Linked DNA regions of Mus musculus: region 1 is linked to region 2. The links are chromatin contacts, called in public HiChIP or PLAC-seq maps. All regions are on one chromosome and are shown on one strand. Each heading gives the region's core, a stretch centred on a gene start, on an enhancer-like site or on the middle of the called end of the contact. The rest is flanking DNA. Distances are from core to core; before and after follow the strand shown. Region 1 holds the start of Eps8 (epidermal growth factor receptor pathway substrate 8). Region 2 holds the start of H2aj (H2J.A histone).

Region 1 (2,700 bases), core at 72-2,571, 840 kb after region 2:
AGAATGGCATCCTTTCAAGAGCGAGAAATTAGAAACAGCCCGCAACACAGACACTTTGACGATTTTTTTTAAACATAAAAAAAGTCTTCCAGGAATCGTAATTCCACCTCCTCCCCAAAGTGGCAAAACCAAATAAAACTTCAAAGTACCCACACGTGTCTGAACCAAGTTGGATCTGAACTATCTTATTCGCTTTTTCGTCTCTTTCTCTTACTGTCTGAGGCAAGAAGGGAAACCTTTAGAAGAAAAGCAGCCATGCATTCGCTGAAACACTGGCTCAGGAAGACCTCCTCTTCTAATGCCTCGCTGCTCCAAATGTCTATGGATTTTAAGCCCAAACCCTAGGGCGTCCTGCCCCGGCGAGATGCCAACAGCACTTGGGGGCTACAGGAGGAGGATTTGAACAACATGGCTCAGAGAACCGGGCAAAGATTTTTGCATGTGTATTGTAGTCATTGAAAGGAAGGAAGGGATGAGACCCCGGGGCGCCTTCACTGTCTCTCTCGGTGGGTGTGGAGCCCTCCGAAGCACTACTGACAGCCATAGAGAGGCCATCTTCCTAAAAGTAAAATGGTGTTGGAAAGTGATCCAGAATTCACAACTATTCAAACACAGCGAGCTACCTCAACTGGAGGGTGTATACCAGGGCGGGTCCACATCTCAAACAGGTTTCCTAAGGGGTCCCCACTTGAGCTGGGTGAGAGGCGCTCCGAAAGCCCTGCATCTAAGACGTTAGGGCGGGGTGGGAGTCCAGGTGTGCGGAACTCAGGTACGCCCGCGCAGCCCAGGGGAGCGCGGGGTCTCTCGGGGGACCTCGGCGACCACCCGGGCGGAGGAGGCCGCGGGGGGATCGGGTCTCCTGGCTTCGGGGTGCGCGGAGCGGGCGCGGGGACGCGCTAGGGCGGCAGCGCCGCGCACACCTGGCCGCCGACACACCAGTTGCAAAGGGTCCAAGTGAACCGCAGCGGCCGCTGAGCCTGGCACCACTCCGGTGACGGCTCACAAAGACCCTTATGGGAAAGCGAGAGGGAGCCCATGCCGCGGGAATCCCACCCGGGGAGCCGCACTGATGTTCGGGGGGCTCTTACCTAGGATCCGCCCTCCGAGCAGCCGCGCTCCTCAGGGAGTGCCACGACCTCCCTAGACGCGAGGGAGGTGACGGAGGGAGAAAGATCCCGGAGCTGGAGCGCCCGCCGCGCCCCGCTGCAGACACGCCGCTGGGGCTTGCCCCGCGCCCTGCGCCCTGCGCCCTGCGCCCAGCGCCCCGGGAGCCCGCTTCGCCCGCCGCCCGGGCCGTGTGTGCGCGCCGCTCGCTCCCGGACACAGCCAGCGCGCGCCGCGCATGCCCAGCAGCGAGCCGGGAACGCGCGTTGCCCCGCGCGGCCGGGAGAGGGCTCCGTTTGCAAGATCTTGAGGACAGTTGAGTCTCTAGTAGACCCTAGGGCTCTGGATAGAATCTCAAGGGCTTCATCCCACAAGGCGAGCACGGCACCCCGCAGGGGAGACCCGGGATCCCAGCCTCAGAGTGGTGTCTACAATTCCTCAAGTGAAATGACCTAGGTCTGCAGAGCACAGCCGGGGGGGGGGGGGGGGGGGATGCCGCAGGCGGAAAGAGCGCTCAGGTGACCGCGGCCAGATCCTGCCACACAACTGATGACTAGTGTTAATCTGGGAGTTACTGCCCTACTCAACTACCAAGAAGAGGTATTCCCCAGCCTCTGACCTGTGACCTGTGTCCATTGGTCTGCTCCTGTACCATCTCTCTTCAACCAAAGCAGTATGCAAGTGGTACCCAAGGGCTTCACTGGTTTAGAGAGACTACAATACTCCAGTCCCTGGATATAGCCAGCAAGCCCAGACCTGTCTCACCAGGCGTCCTGGATCCCATTTTTCATAGGAGCTCCTGCCAAGAGTCTGGTGTAGTTTCAAGTATGGGAGACTCTTTAGTCCAGTAATAACTACTCACCACTGCTCAGTGCTCCTTGGCTCGATCACTGAAGCCACAAAATAAGGATCTGCCAGTCTTCTCTTCTGAACCTGGCATTTTCTTACCTTCTACAATACCTCCGTTGTCACAGCTACGCCCCCAGACACCCTGGCCCTTCTAACTTCCAAGGCAATTGACTTCCAAAGAAGCCAAGGCAGACTATTAAACAAAACTTGGCTTAAATAGCTGGGCCTACCTGCTTTGCGAGGCAAGCAAAAGCTCATTCAAGAGACCGTGAATTAGCAGGCCAAGATGGAGACTAAAAGGGGGCAGTGATGGGTTTTATGATTAAGTTCGGTCTACTGCCTTCATCCAGAATCTTCCTCCATCCAACATTCCCAACAGACTGACATCCACTTGAGCATGTCCAGTGTTCGAAATAGCTGGTTTTGATAGATGGTATAGAAAACTAGGATTGTTAATTGACAATCTCTGCCAGGAGCTACAAATTTTACTTTACACCATCTCTAACCCTTAAAATGAATCACCGCTTTAGAAAATTGGGAAAATGTTATTCAGAATTTTCTTTTTGCCAAAGCCAATAGTGACATTAGGATTGAAATCCAGGTCTGCCTACTCCACAGCTTACATACATAGATTTATATACTCAGATCAACTCTCCTTCAACTGTAGACTGGGAAAGATGGACCCTGAGGACTGACATGAAATTAATCTTGCTCCTTACAGATATTGTAAGACTTGAAATAGTAGAA
Region 2 (2,700 bases), core at 67-2,566:
CGGCTGCCAGGGCTACAGGAAGAAAAGTCTCAAAAACTAAAACAAATAGAAAACCTACAAAGCTTCTTTTGCAGCTAGCTCTCCAGGTGGGTGTGTCAAGGAGCAGATGACGAAAGCTCGTTCTAGGAGGGCAGAATTCAGCCAAGGAGCTATGGCTGAGCCGGAATTGCTGTGGCACTCACAAGCACAGACCCTGGAGTCAGATAGTCAGATTTGAAAGTCGCCCCTGGCTATACTGGAGACTAATTTCCATGAGTATGGTATGAGGGAACAGAGGTGCTCTTCTCTGGGCTTCCGGTTTTTGATTGTTTCCAGGTAGTTTCTCTCTTAGGCCAGGCTCAATTCAAGTTCTCCATACTCCTGCATCAGCTGGGTTTATAGGCACTGAACACCATAGTCTGCTTACTGTTGTATTTTATTTAAAAAAAAAAAAAAAAAGCCGGGGACGTTTGGTGGAGGAGCGTTATTGTGCACGTAGGGGGTAGAGGGGGTGCGGCCCATGCTGAGGTACCAGCCACAGGACGGTATAGTAGTTTATTTAGGGCATGAGGTGAGTTGAGGGGGTAGTAGCGAGAGCGAGAGAGAGAGAGAGAGCGAGAGCGAGAGCGAGAGCGAGAGAGAGAGAGAGAGAGAGAAAAGGCCGAGGGGGTGTGCGGGTGGAGGCCGGCCATGAACACGTGGAGAGAGGGGTAGGGGAATGGGAGAGAAGGGACAGAGGGCTAAGAGAGTAAGAAAGCAAGAGAAAAGTGTGGGTGTGTGTGTGGGGGGGGGCAAGCAGCTTCTTTTACAGTGGGTCAGGCACACCTGGCTGCTGCCAGGTAACTGTGGGGCGGAGCCTAGAAGAAATGCCAACACCATCATTTTTATTTTTTGAGATAAGGTCTCACTTCCTAGCTTGGTCTATAACGCACAAAGTAGCCCAGGCTGTCTTTGTATTGGTAATCCTCCTACTTCAGCTCTTTCTCCCTCCAAAAGCTAGGATTACTGATTTGAACCAAGTATGGCTTTGCTTAACTCCCCGTTTTCGCTGCCCTCCCTCCGTTCCTTCCTTATTAGGCTGGTATGGATCTTGGAATATCTACAGCTGACCTTAGGCTCCGGGCAATCTTGTATCGGCTACCCTAGTGCTGGGATTGCAGACTCGAACCACCCAGTTAACTACATCCTGGCAGCCAATCCCAACAAGTTTGAGGATGCCTGTGAACTATGTAAATTAGGACTAGAAATTTGAGCTTTTGATTGGGAGACATCTGGATGGGCGGGGGCTCTGCTTCCGCGAGCTGATTGGGTACGGTACCTGCCTGTCACGGGCGGCAGCGGCTGCAGTTTGGCGAGGCAGTTCCGGGGTGGCGCGCGTCGTCCCGGAACTGAGCGAGCCGGTGTTGGAGTTCCAGGCGCGGGGTCGAGCATGTCCGGGCGAGGCAAGCAGGGCGGTAAGGTGCGCGCCAAGGCCAAGTCGCGCTCGTCGCGCGCGGGCCTGCAGTTCCCCGTGGGCCGCGTTCACCGGCTGCTGCGGAAGGGCAACTACGCGGAGCGCGTGGGCGCGGGAGCGCCCGTGTACCTGGCGGCGGTGCTGGAGTACCTGACGGCCGAGATCCTGGAGCTGGCGGGCAACGCGGCGAGGGACAACAAGAAGACGCGCATCATCCCTCGTCACCTGCAGCTGGCCATCCGCAACGACGAGGAGCTCAACAAGCTGCTGGGCCGTGTGACCATCGCGCAGGGCGGCGTCCTGCCCAATATCCAGGCCGTGCTGCTGCCCAAGAAGACGGAGAGCCAGAAGGTGAAGAGCAAGTGAACCCGACAGACGGGTGCAGAGCCCGCCCGCCACAGTCCGCAGCCAATAAAGTCGGTGAAAAGCGAGTAATCTAGAGAGCTGTGTAGTCGCGGGACCGAGGGGGTGTTGGGTGGGGACGAGTTCCAACTTTGAGCGTGACGCAGGCCACCTGTGTGGCCATGTGCGAGCCGGAGGAACCCAGCGGGTGGATTGGGAGAGCCCCGTCGCATCACCGTGGGCAGGAGAAGCGGACCTAGTGCCCAGAGGCTACTCTGGAATTGGCTTTGCCTAACTCCCCAGTCTTAGGGAAAAGTGGTAGGGAAGGTGTTGCGAGCTGTGAACAAGAAGTTGCCTCGCTTGTCATACATAGGAAGGTTGAGCTATATGTACCCTAGCCATTTGGAAAAGACAGGAACTTGGGATCCTTGGTGGGTGCTAGTTATTTATGGTAGTATTTAAGCTAATAGATGTTACGTATTCGTGATCTGAATGCCAGCCATCTTCACATTGCACACTTGTGTTCAATATTCTTTATAATGAAGTAACTTGTGCAATACGGAAGTGAGTCACGAAGTTTGCGCTCTGGATGGTGTTGCGTAACAGCGGGGCCCTCGGTCTTAAGTAGTGTATGTTTAGCAGCTCCTAAAATGATCTTCTCTTGGTGCTTGCGGTGGTGTTACCCCTCATCCCTGCATTTGGGAAGTAGAACGCCTTTCGTGGCTAGATAGCGAGTTTGTGGCCGTTTCTGAACTACATTAGACCGTGTCTCAAAATATGTTTCTGTCTCCCCTCGAGTTTTAGCTGCATGGCAGCCTCTTATCCAGCACTGATTCTGAGAATCAGCCTGATTTTACTTAAAAGCAAAACCGATTTTTTTTTTTTTTTTTTAGGGGTGACTGTTAGCTTTCCTGGGATCAGGTTTC

Evidence for each region. HiChIP or PLAC-seq counts read pairs in DNA pulled down with a chosen protein or histone mark.
Region 1: a contact with region 2 is called in an H3K27ac HiChIP or PLAC-seq map of microglia, with 8 times the contacts expected there. The contact joins the promoter of Eps8 here to the promoter of H2aj in region 2. A contact is called at or near these places in 1 of 39 promoter capture datasets (pre-B cells) and 4 of 115 datasets of contacts at active chromatin or transcription factors (embryonic stem cells, large pre-B cells, microglia and 1 more).

Annotation. Positions count from the first base shown.
Region 1 is chr6:137,647,964-137,650,663 of GRCm38.p6, forward strand. Eps8 (epidermal growth factor receptor pathway substrate 8) reads right to left here and starts at 1,322. Exons shown (of 22, transcript NM_007945.3): 1 at 1,089-1,322.
Region 2 is chr6:136,806,932-136,809,631 of GRCm38.p6, forward strand. It overlaps H2aj (H2J.A histone), which reads left to right and starts at 1,317. Exons shown (of 1, transcript NM_177688.4): 1 at 1,317-2,700. The coding sequence starts at 1,409. The coding sequence ends at 1,798.